Linked DNA regions of Macaca mulatta: region 1 is linked to region 2. A link is a contact called in public Hi-C data. All regions are on one chromosome and are shown on one strand. Each heading gives the region's core, a stretch centred on a gene start, on an enhancer-like site or on the middle of the called end of the contact. The rest is flanking DNA. Distances are from core to core; before and after follow the strand shown.

Region 1 (4,271 bases), core at 1,372-3,871, 200 kb after region 2:
TCCTGGTGCCAAACAAATGCAGAAGGAGCCACTTCTCAAAGAACACAGTGTTTTTCTTCCTCTTCTCACCTCCCCTGGGCCGGTGCCTGTGATAATTGGGAAGCACAGAGTCTGGTTTTTCTGGGATTGGAACCAATGCTGTGAAGAGAGTTCTGACAATAAATGTTGATTGACAGTTGATGGACAATGTTCTTGAATCAGTTTTTCCTGTGCTGGGTGTTAAGCTGAGAACTGCACTAAGCAACTGCTCAACAGCCTGCTTCCTGTTCAGATAGAATTTACTACTCTCTCTCTCTGTGGGCCTCAGTCAGGCAGCCAGGCGAGATGGTATCTCAGGCCCCTTCCAGCTCCATCACTCAATGTCTCTATCAAGAAGAGAACACAGATCTGAAAATATTTTTTCCCCCAAACACGGAGTTGGGGTTATTATTCACACACACAAACACAGGCACCAACAGAGATAACTGGTCAGGAAATAAGGAGCTTTGATTCTGGTCTCATACTCTTTGACCTAGTAATTCTACTTCTGTGAATTTATCTTAAAGAAAGAATCCAGAGGACAGAGCTGTGTGCACAAAAATGTTTGCTTTCACAATATTTGGAGTTACCATTAATAAAATGATGTCCAATGCAACAATGGGAGAGACTCACTTGGTGGCACATGAGGCCACCGCAAATGATAATTTCAAAGACACAGGAAAACATCCTTGGCAGTGGTTTTCAAATTGCAATTCACCCTCCATTAAGGGGTGATGAAATAAACCTAAGAGGTTTCCTGCCACCAGCTTGTTTTTATTTTTATTTTTTGAGATGGAGTTTCTCTCTTTTGCCCAGGCTGGAGTGCGGTGGCATGATCTCGGCTTACTGCAACCTCCGCCTTCAAGTTTCAAGTGATTCTCCTGCCTCAGCCTCCCGAGTAGTTGGAATTGCAGGTGCCCACCACCACACCCAGCTAATTTTTGTATTTTTAGTAGAGATGGGCTTTTGCCACATTGCCACTGCTCTCAAACTCCTGACCCAAAGTGCTTGGATTGAGAGGTGAAGCCAGCTGGACTTCCTGGGTCAAGTGGGAACTTGGAGAACTTTTCTGTCTAGCTAGAGGATTGTAAACGCACCAATCAGCATTCTGTGTCTAGCTAAAGGATTGTAAATGCACCAATCAGCACTCTGTAAAAATGCACCAATCAGCACTCTATGTCTAGCTAAAGGCTTGTAAATGCACCAATCAGCACTCTGTAAAAATGCACCAATCAGTGCTATGTCTAGCTAAAGGATTATAATACACCAATCAGCACTCTGTGTCTAGCTAAGGGATTGTAAATGCACCAACCAGCACTCTGTAAAAACGCACCAATCAGTGCTCTGTGTCTAACTGAAGGATTGTAAACACACCAATCAGCACTCCGTGTCTAGCTAAAGGATTGTAAATGCATCAATCAGCACTCTGAAAAAATACATCAATCAGCACTCTGTGTCTAAAGGATTGTAAACACACCAATCAACACTCTGTAAAATGGACCAATCAGCACTCTGCACAATGGACCAATTAGCACTCTGTAAGTGGGGACAAATAAGGGAATAAAAGCTGGCCACCTCCCAGTCAGCAGTGGCAACCCACTCAGGTCCCCTTCCATGATCGTGGGAGCTTTGTTCTTTGGCTCTTCACAATAAATCTTGCTGCTGCTCACTCTTTGGGTCCATGCTACCTTTAAGAACTGTAACACTCACTGTGAAGTCAGCAAGACCAAGAACCCACAAGAAGGAACCAACTCTGGACACAGGATTACAGGCCTGAGCCACCATGCCCGGCCTTGTTTTTTTAATTAAATAGGCAAGAATAGAAAATAACAGAGTGCATCACAGGTGGTAAAGGTACTTACTGTGAAACTTTGGTTTTGGTTTCATGGATAATTGGGCCATGGTATAAAGTATACTTTTTATCATGGGGTCACAGTCAAAACATTTCAAAGGCCGTAGGTCTATGGTGTACAGTATAGTAGGATTACAACAATATAAAATACTGTGTGTGAGGCCAAGCCTGGGAGGAATAAACAGAAGCAAAGAGTAACTGATAAGGTTGGTAGAATAAAGGATGCTGCTTCTCAGTTATATGTATTCTGTGATGTTTGTAGGCTGTTCTTACAATAAAACAAAACAAAAAGAAGTCAAGACACAAAGGAAAAATAACAACAGAAGGTCATTATCAGATTCCACTGGCGGAGGAGCTCAGGGCTCCTGCACGGGCCTTGAAGGATGGACAGAATTTGAATCAGGGGCGTGGCCTAAACAGGGACAGGGTTTTTGCTGAAACACAAAACACACTGAAAGAGAACATGGGGTTAAAAAAGGATCTAAGTGATGCAAAGTGACTTAAAACTGGGGAAGAAAAGGGCAGGTCCACTCCCGGACTGTCCATTGTGCCTCCCTGTACCGACTTTTCCTTCCTCCACCCACCTAGGCTGAGACCTCAAGCTAGAGGTTGCCCCTCATAAACATGTCCGCACCAAGCCGGCCGCGCCCCTCAACAAGATGGCGACGCCAGCAGCCCCACCTCCCGCTGCCTTGGTGGCCAATGAGGGAGAAGCATGAAGACTTGAGCATGCGCATAGCGACTTGGTGGGCGCGTCCAGTGATGACTTGGGGATCCGGGCAACTAACATGACTAAAAAGAAGCGGGAGAATCTGGGCGTCGCTCTAGAGGTGAGGGGAAAAGTGGGGGTTGGGCCACCTCGTTAGTTGCCTTCTCCTGGCCGCGGGATAAGGGATGGGCTGGGCTGGGCTGTAGGTGGGAGGAGGAGGCAAGCGGAGGAAGAGAGGGCGACGAGGCTTGGGGAGAGGGACGGGAGGGGTGAGAAGGCCCACGGGGTTCCCGGAGGCAAGTTAGCAGGAGAGGGTACCCGATGGGCGAACCAGACTAGAGGGCATCTCCAGAGAGGAAGAGACATGGAAGTGAAGGGGAGCCCCAAAGACGGCCTGGCATAGAAGTGAGGGAACTGAAAGCGAGGGACACAGAACAAAAGGGATGGGTACAAAGGTGAGGGAGACCCCAGAGAAATAGGGACCTGTAGATGAGGGGAACTCCCAAAGGACTAGGACGCAAAGATGAGGGAGCCCATTCTGGTGTATATTACTAATGGTTTAAATATCCTCTAAAAGGGGAAATTTTTCCTCCAGAGTGTGGAAGCTTGTATCTTCAGAATTACTTTGGGAATATGTAAAGATAATTGGGTCTCATGCGTCCGTATGAAGAGACCACCAAACAGGCTTTGTGTGAGCAACGTGGCTGTTTATTTCACCTGGGTGCAGGCGGGCTGAGTCCGAAAAAAGTCAGCAAAGTGTGGAGGATTATCATTAGTTCCTATAGGTTCTGGGATAGGCGGTGGAGTTAAGAGCAATGTTTTGGGGGCAGGGGGTGGATCTCACAAAGTACATTCTCGAAGGTGGGGAGAATTACAAAGAACCTTCTTAAGGGTGGGGAAGATTACAAAGTACATTGATCAGTTAGGTTGGGGCAGAAATAAATCACAATGGTGGAAAGTTATCAGTTAAGGCTATTTTCACTTCTTCTGTGGATCTTCAGTTGTTTCAGGCCATCTGGATTTATACATGCCTGTCACAGGGGATATGATGGCTTAGCTTGGGCTCAGAGGCCTGTCTGACAAATTCTGGAATTGGTGATGTGACGGAATGGCTTAAAAATAATTTGCTGCATATTGAAGGGAAAGAAAACATGCATATTGAGCAACCACCGTGTGCTACTTTCATTGCATTATCAGTTAATCCTCACTGCAGGCCTGTGAGGTTTGTACAGATGAGGAAATTGAGGTTTCAGGTGGAACCCAGGCTGAGATGGTAGAAGTGCTGGAGCCTGGGAATCAGCACAGGTGGTCTTCCTGGAAATTCATCTTGCTTCCCGTTTCCCTTCCCTTAGGGCATCCTCCTGGAGGTTGCAGGAGAGGTACTGGGTCATAGTCTTCTTCAGGCTTACTAGTGAGTTCAGTGATTCTCAAACTTTAGCATGCATAGAGTCACAGAGCTTGTTAAAAATGGAGAGCTGAACTCTTCCCACACCCCGAGTAATTCAGTAGGACTTTGATGTGCATTCTTAATAAGGAATCTGCTTTTTTTTTTTTTTTTAAAGACAGAGTCTCGCTCTGTTGCCCAGGCTGGAGTGCAGTGGCATGATCTTGGCTCACTGTAACCTCTGCCTTCTGGGTTCAAGCGATTCTTGTGCCTCAGCCTCCTAAGTAGCTGGGATTACAGGCACGTGC
Region 2 (4,707 bases), core at 2,104-4,603:
ATATATTTTTTTCTCTAGAGGGAAGTGACCTTAGAATGATCTTGGGTGGAACCCAAAACTTGGCAGCTGGGTGCTGACCACCAAGCCTCCAGACAGCCTGGCCTCGGGCTCATCCTGTGCCCTATGGCCCATGTCAGGTCTAGCAGTCTAGCTCTCATGTCCCCCCTGCCCTTCATGCAATTTGGGGGCCAGAGTATTGTTCTCTGTGTCTGTAAAGGGAACAGTAAACACTTCTTGCGGAAACGTTGTTAGATACCTAGGCCCTTGCCCCTCTTCAGTATAGAACAGTGGGAGAGGGCAAGGTCGCCGAGCCAAGCTACTGAGGTCAAAGCTCAGTTTGGCCCCTTAGCAGCTGAGTGAGTCACTACATCTTCCTATGTCATTCCATGAGAATAACAGCCCTGTCTTACATAGCGGTTATGAGGATTAAATAGTTAATACAGTGCCTGGCATATGGTGTCAGCTGTTATTCTTATTACTCCCCTTTTCTCTAGGAAGAGAGGGATCTTACCTAGTTTATATCTGGGGAAACTGAGGCCTAGAGAGGTTAGGACTGGAACACAGGACTGATGTCTAGGGCTCTTTCCCTTCTCCGAGGTTGCCTCCCATTGTCAGACACTGGGCTCTGTTGAGGTAGCAGGCAGGGCACACTTGGGGGAGGAGACGGCTGAATTTACAGGCACACACAAACAGGCTGTCAAGGTATTTACACTGCATACAATTAGCTGCAGAGTATTCACAAGTGGATTAGCTATAGCAAATGTTCAATCCCAGCCTGGCTAATTTGGTCCTCTGTTCCCCCAACCCGCCATCATGAACCTCTCTCTCCTCCAGGCTAGTGTGTGAGTTTAGAGAAGGCAAAGTCAAGAGAATGTCAGCTGAGTCAGTGCAGTTCCCTGTCCCCAGTAACTCACCCCAAAGCCAAAAAGGAGCAACTGACTGCTGTTTGGTGTTGGAACAGCTAATTGGAAAATCAGAGGGCAGTTTCCCATGACATAGAGAAGTACACATTCAGCTCAGAATGGGCAAGCCACAGCGGCTGTGATCACTCCCTGAGAGCTTCCTGGAAGGGGTGGGGACTTCCAGGAACCCTCTAATAATGGGAAGAGGATGACAATAGAAGCAGCTAGTCCTCATCACTCTCTCAACTGGCACCACTTCCTTTTCCGACTGGATGGGGGGGTGGGTAGGAAGAGGCATGGTGGCTGTGTATCTCTGTGGGACAGAAAATGAAAATTTTGCCTTTGAGGTAACAGTCGGGGGCTGGGGAGTGAAAGGATGGCTACTCTGAGGGTATCCCAGGTCTGTGATATCTGGCCATGATGGGCATCATTCGTGAATTCACTGAACACGTCTGCAGCTGGCATCTGCTGCGTGCACCGCACTGAGTCTGGACCCCCTATCAGCCTTGGACCCACGGGGCAGAAAGGAGAGAGAAGAGGGAAGAGGGCACAAGGGAGGCGCAAACGAGTGGAGGTGGGCTAGAGAACAGGAGTCTTCGGATGTTCTTGGGCTTCCCGAGAAGGACAGAAAGGGGGTGAGAAAGGGAGATGGAACCCCCCATGCCACCAGGCACTTCCCGACACCTCCCACTCCCCTCCCAGCAGTCAGGAGCGCGCGCTCGGGTGGGGCTAAGCCCTGGAGAGTCAAGGGAGGAGGGACCCAGCAGGAAATGGGCCTGGGAAAGGGGCGGTTCATTATTATTATTATTTTTTAAAAATTTATGTTTCAATTTATATGCAGACAAATTAACCCTTTTGGGGTGTGGAGATCTTTGCGTTTTGACAAATGCATAGAGTCGTGGAACCACCATCAAGATATTGAGCGATTCCGGGGGTCGAAGCGGGGTGGGGGTTGTAGTCTCCCTGCTTGTTAGCTGCTGCGATTGTCTGCGCTCCCACGGGCCGACCTAAAACAATTCTTGCGCACACGCTGAGACAAATAACGGCGACAGGTGGAGCAGGTGAGATTAGCAGGACACGGGTTGGGCGCGGGGCGGGATCGGAGGCGCGGGGGAGGCCACCCGCCTGGCTTGCCAGGCTACGCCCCTCCCCGCAGGCGTTTGGGAGGAGCGTTCTCCGCACCCCTGCTCCCCGAGGGCCCCTTAGAGGCGGCTGAGACCCGACTACCGGACTCCCGCGGCTGGAGCGGGGCCCGGGCTCGGCAGCCGGAAGGAGGTGTGCCCCCGGGGCGCTTGGGGGCGCCTGAGGTCCCGAGAGGAGGCAAGATGGGGAGAGCGGCTAGCCAAGGAAAATGTGGGGTGACTTAGGGAAGCTCTGGCGGAGGGGTCGTGAGAACAAACCTGTTGGCAACCTGTGGGCCGCGGCAAGGGCAGGAGCTGTCAGCGCGACCTCTCCGCCAGCTGCTCTGGCCTGGCCCCGGCACCAGACGCCTGAAAAGGGGCGGGGGCCTCCCGAGCCGGGCAGACAGCCTTGCAGACCCACAGCCGCGGCCCGGCTCGCGCGGCTGCACGACCCCAGTAACAGCAGGCGCCCGGCCTTTCCCCAGGATCCCCGCTTCAGTCCCGCCTCCCCAAAGTGCAAAACATTTACGAAGTGTGCAGTGCCCTGAGAGCTTGGGTCCCCGGAGCGAGCGGCCGTGCTTGCCCCGCGGGCTGCTGGCAATGGTGCTTCCGGCTCGGCCAGCTAGTCTGGGTGTGCAAGGCTGGCGAACAACGAGTGTGCGAGCGCGCGGCTGCAGAGCCCGCGCCGAAACCCAGGTCCCTCCGCCACTGTCCTCGGGATAGATGGATCCATTTCTGCTTTCTGACATTTTCCTGCTGGGCGGGGTTGCGGGGGGAATGTTAGGGGGCGGAGAGAGTAAGAGAGAGGGAAAGGAGAAAAGGAAAGAGGAGAGGAAGGCAGAGAGAGGAGAGAGGGAGAGAGAGAGGAGGAGAGAGAAGAGGAGAGAGAGAGAGAAAAAAGAGAGAGGAGAGAGAGAGAGAGAGGAGAGGAGAGGAGAGAGGAGAGAGAGAGAGAGAGAGAGAGAGAGGAGAGGAGAGGAGAGGAGAGGAGAGGAGAGAGGAGAGGAGAGAGAGAGAGAGAGAGAGAGAGAGAGAGAGAGAGAGAGAGAGAGAGAGAAAGGCAGGCAGTCAGCTTCCCCCAGCCCTGTTTTGTTTTCTCTAATTGGTCCTGGGGGAGGCGAGGGAATTGGACAGAGGCTGGGCCAGGCGAGCTGGGCTGCCTTTAATTGGCTCCTTTTTTTAACTGGAGGGGAATCAAACAGGAGAGCGAGCGACAACGGGTGGGAGAGCGAGAGACCGAACGAGGAGACGCGAGGAGGAGGGAGGAGGAAGGGAGGGAGGGAGGCGGGAGGAGAGCGGAATGAAAACCTCGGAGGGGCGAAAAAGCAGCACAGCAAAGCCCAAGTTGCTGAGCGAGCGGAGCGCTCCCGCGACCCGGAGCCGAGCGGCCGCCGCGCCCAGGAGCCCGGCCCGACCCCGCCCGCTCTGGGCCCCCGCAGGCCAAGGCCGCCGGGCGGGGGCGGGGACGACCAACTTGGGGTGCGGCGCAGCCCCGCTCTCCGGAGAGCTCGGAGCCCGGGAGCGCCACGGCCGCGGCCAGACGGCGGGAGAGGAGCGAGGCGAGCGGAGGCGGCTAGCGGCGCCCGCGCCGCAGCCCCGGCCTGGGGGAGAGCGCTAATATTTTTCAAAAGACTCAAACTTTCCTCCTTTCCCCGTTTTCTGGGGCCCCTCTTGCCTGGAATTGCTCTCCAGATTCCCGCGGGGCGCCGGGCTGCTATTCCTCCCCCGGGTTTCTCGGCGACTCGGCTAACTTCACGGACCCGGGGACGCGCGGCGCTCGTCCCTCGGCCGAACCCAGCCCGCGCTGCTCCCCGGATCAGGAGGGCCGGACCCGGGGCTCCTTCGCCGCCGCGAGTGCGTTCAGCCCGGCCCCCTGAGTGGGGCCGCTGAGCCCACGGCAGCGGCCGCAGGACTGGAAACAGCGGATTAACTCGAGCGGAGCCCCGGCCTCCCCGACTCCGCTCCGCTGAGGGGCGGCCCCAGTGCGGGGAAACGACAAGTTTGTCAGTCGTCCGTGGCCTGTTGGATCGAAGCGCCGCCGCCGCCGCCGAGAGGTCCCCGGCGCCCAGCATCCCGCGCGGACAGCCCTGGGGACCCGCGGCGCTCGGCGGCCGGGCTCCTCGGGTCGGGGCGCTGGCTGCTGTGCCGGGCGCGCGGAGGCACCCGGGGCTGGGCCAGCGCCCCCTGCGTCCCCACGCGGTCTGCGACCCCGCCGGAGGAGAAACCCGGGTCTCCGCTACCTCCGCCTCTTCAATCTCCTGGTCTTCGTCGCCACTCTCTCTGTCACCTCTCAGGGAAAGGGGGGGGGCATAGGGGCGACGCGGGGCCCCGGCGAATGCGCCCCCCGCCGCCTCTCGGGCTGCGCCGCCTCGCGGGGATGAAGCACCGGCCGTGAAGATGGAGGTGACCTGCCTTCTACTTCTGGCGTTGATCCCCTTCCACTGCCGGGGACAAGGAGTCTACGGTAAGAGCCCGCGTCCCGCTCCACCTTGGCTTAGCCCCGCGCGGAAACTTTGCAAGAGGCGCAAAGTGCGCGCTGCCGGGGTTTGGTGGAGACCTCGACTCGGACTCTGGAGTGGATGCCCGCGTCCCCGCCCTTTCCAGGGCGCGAGGAGACCGAGCTAGCTGCTTCGGAACACAGGGGCTGGTCGTAGGGTCTGGTGTGAAGCCGGGATGTCAGGGGG

Evidence for each region. A called contact is a pair of places that touch in the nucleus more often than the background predicts.
Region 1: a contact with region 2 is called in a Hi-C map of fetal cortical plate, with 2.4 times the contacts expected there. The contact joins the promoter of CCDC167 here to the promoter of MDGA1 in region 2. A contact is called at or near these places in 4 of 14 Hi-C or Micro-C datasets (cortical neurons, fetal cortex germinal zone, fetal cortical plate and 1 more).

The regions. Positions count from the first base shown.
Region 1 is chr4:144,727,902-144,732,172 of T2T-MMU8v2.0, forward strand. CCDC167 (coiled-coil domain containing 167) reads left to right here and starts at 2,622. Exons shown (of 4, transcript NM_001261613.1): 1 at 2,622-2,700. The coding sequence starts at 2,659.
Region 2 is chr4:144,528,476-144,533,182 of T2T-MMU8v2.0, forward strand. It overlaps MDGA1 (MAM domain containing glycosylphosphatidylinositol anchor 1), which reads left to right and starts at 3,354. Exons shown (of 16, transcript XM_078000049.1): 1 at 3,354-4,487. The coding sequence starts at 4,421. LOC144340616 reads right to left here. Exons shown (of 4, transcript XM_078001050.1): 2 at 4,581-4,680; 3 at 2,367-4,482; 4 at 1,697-2,276. The coding sequence ends at 2,266.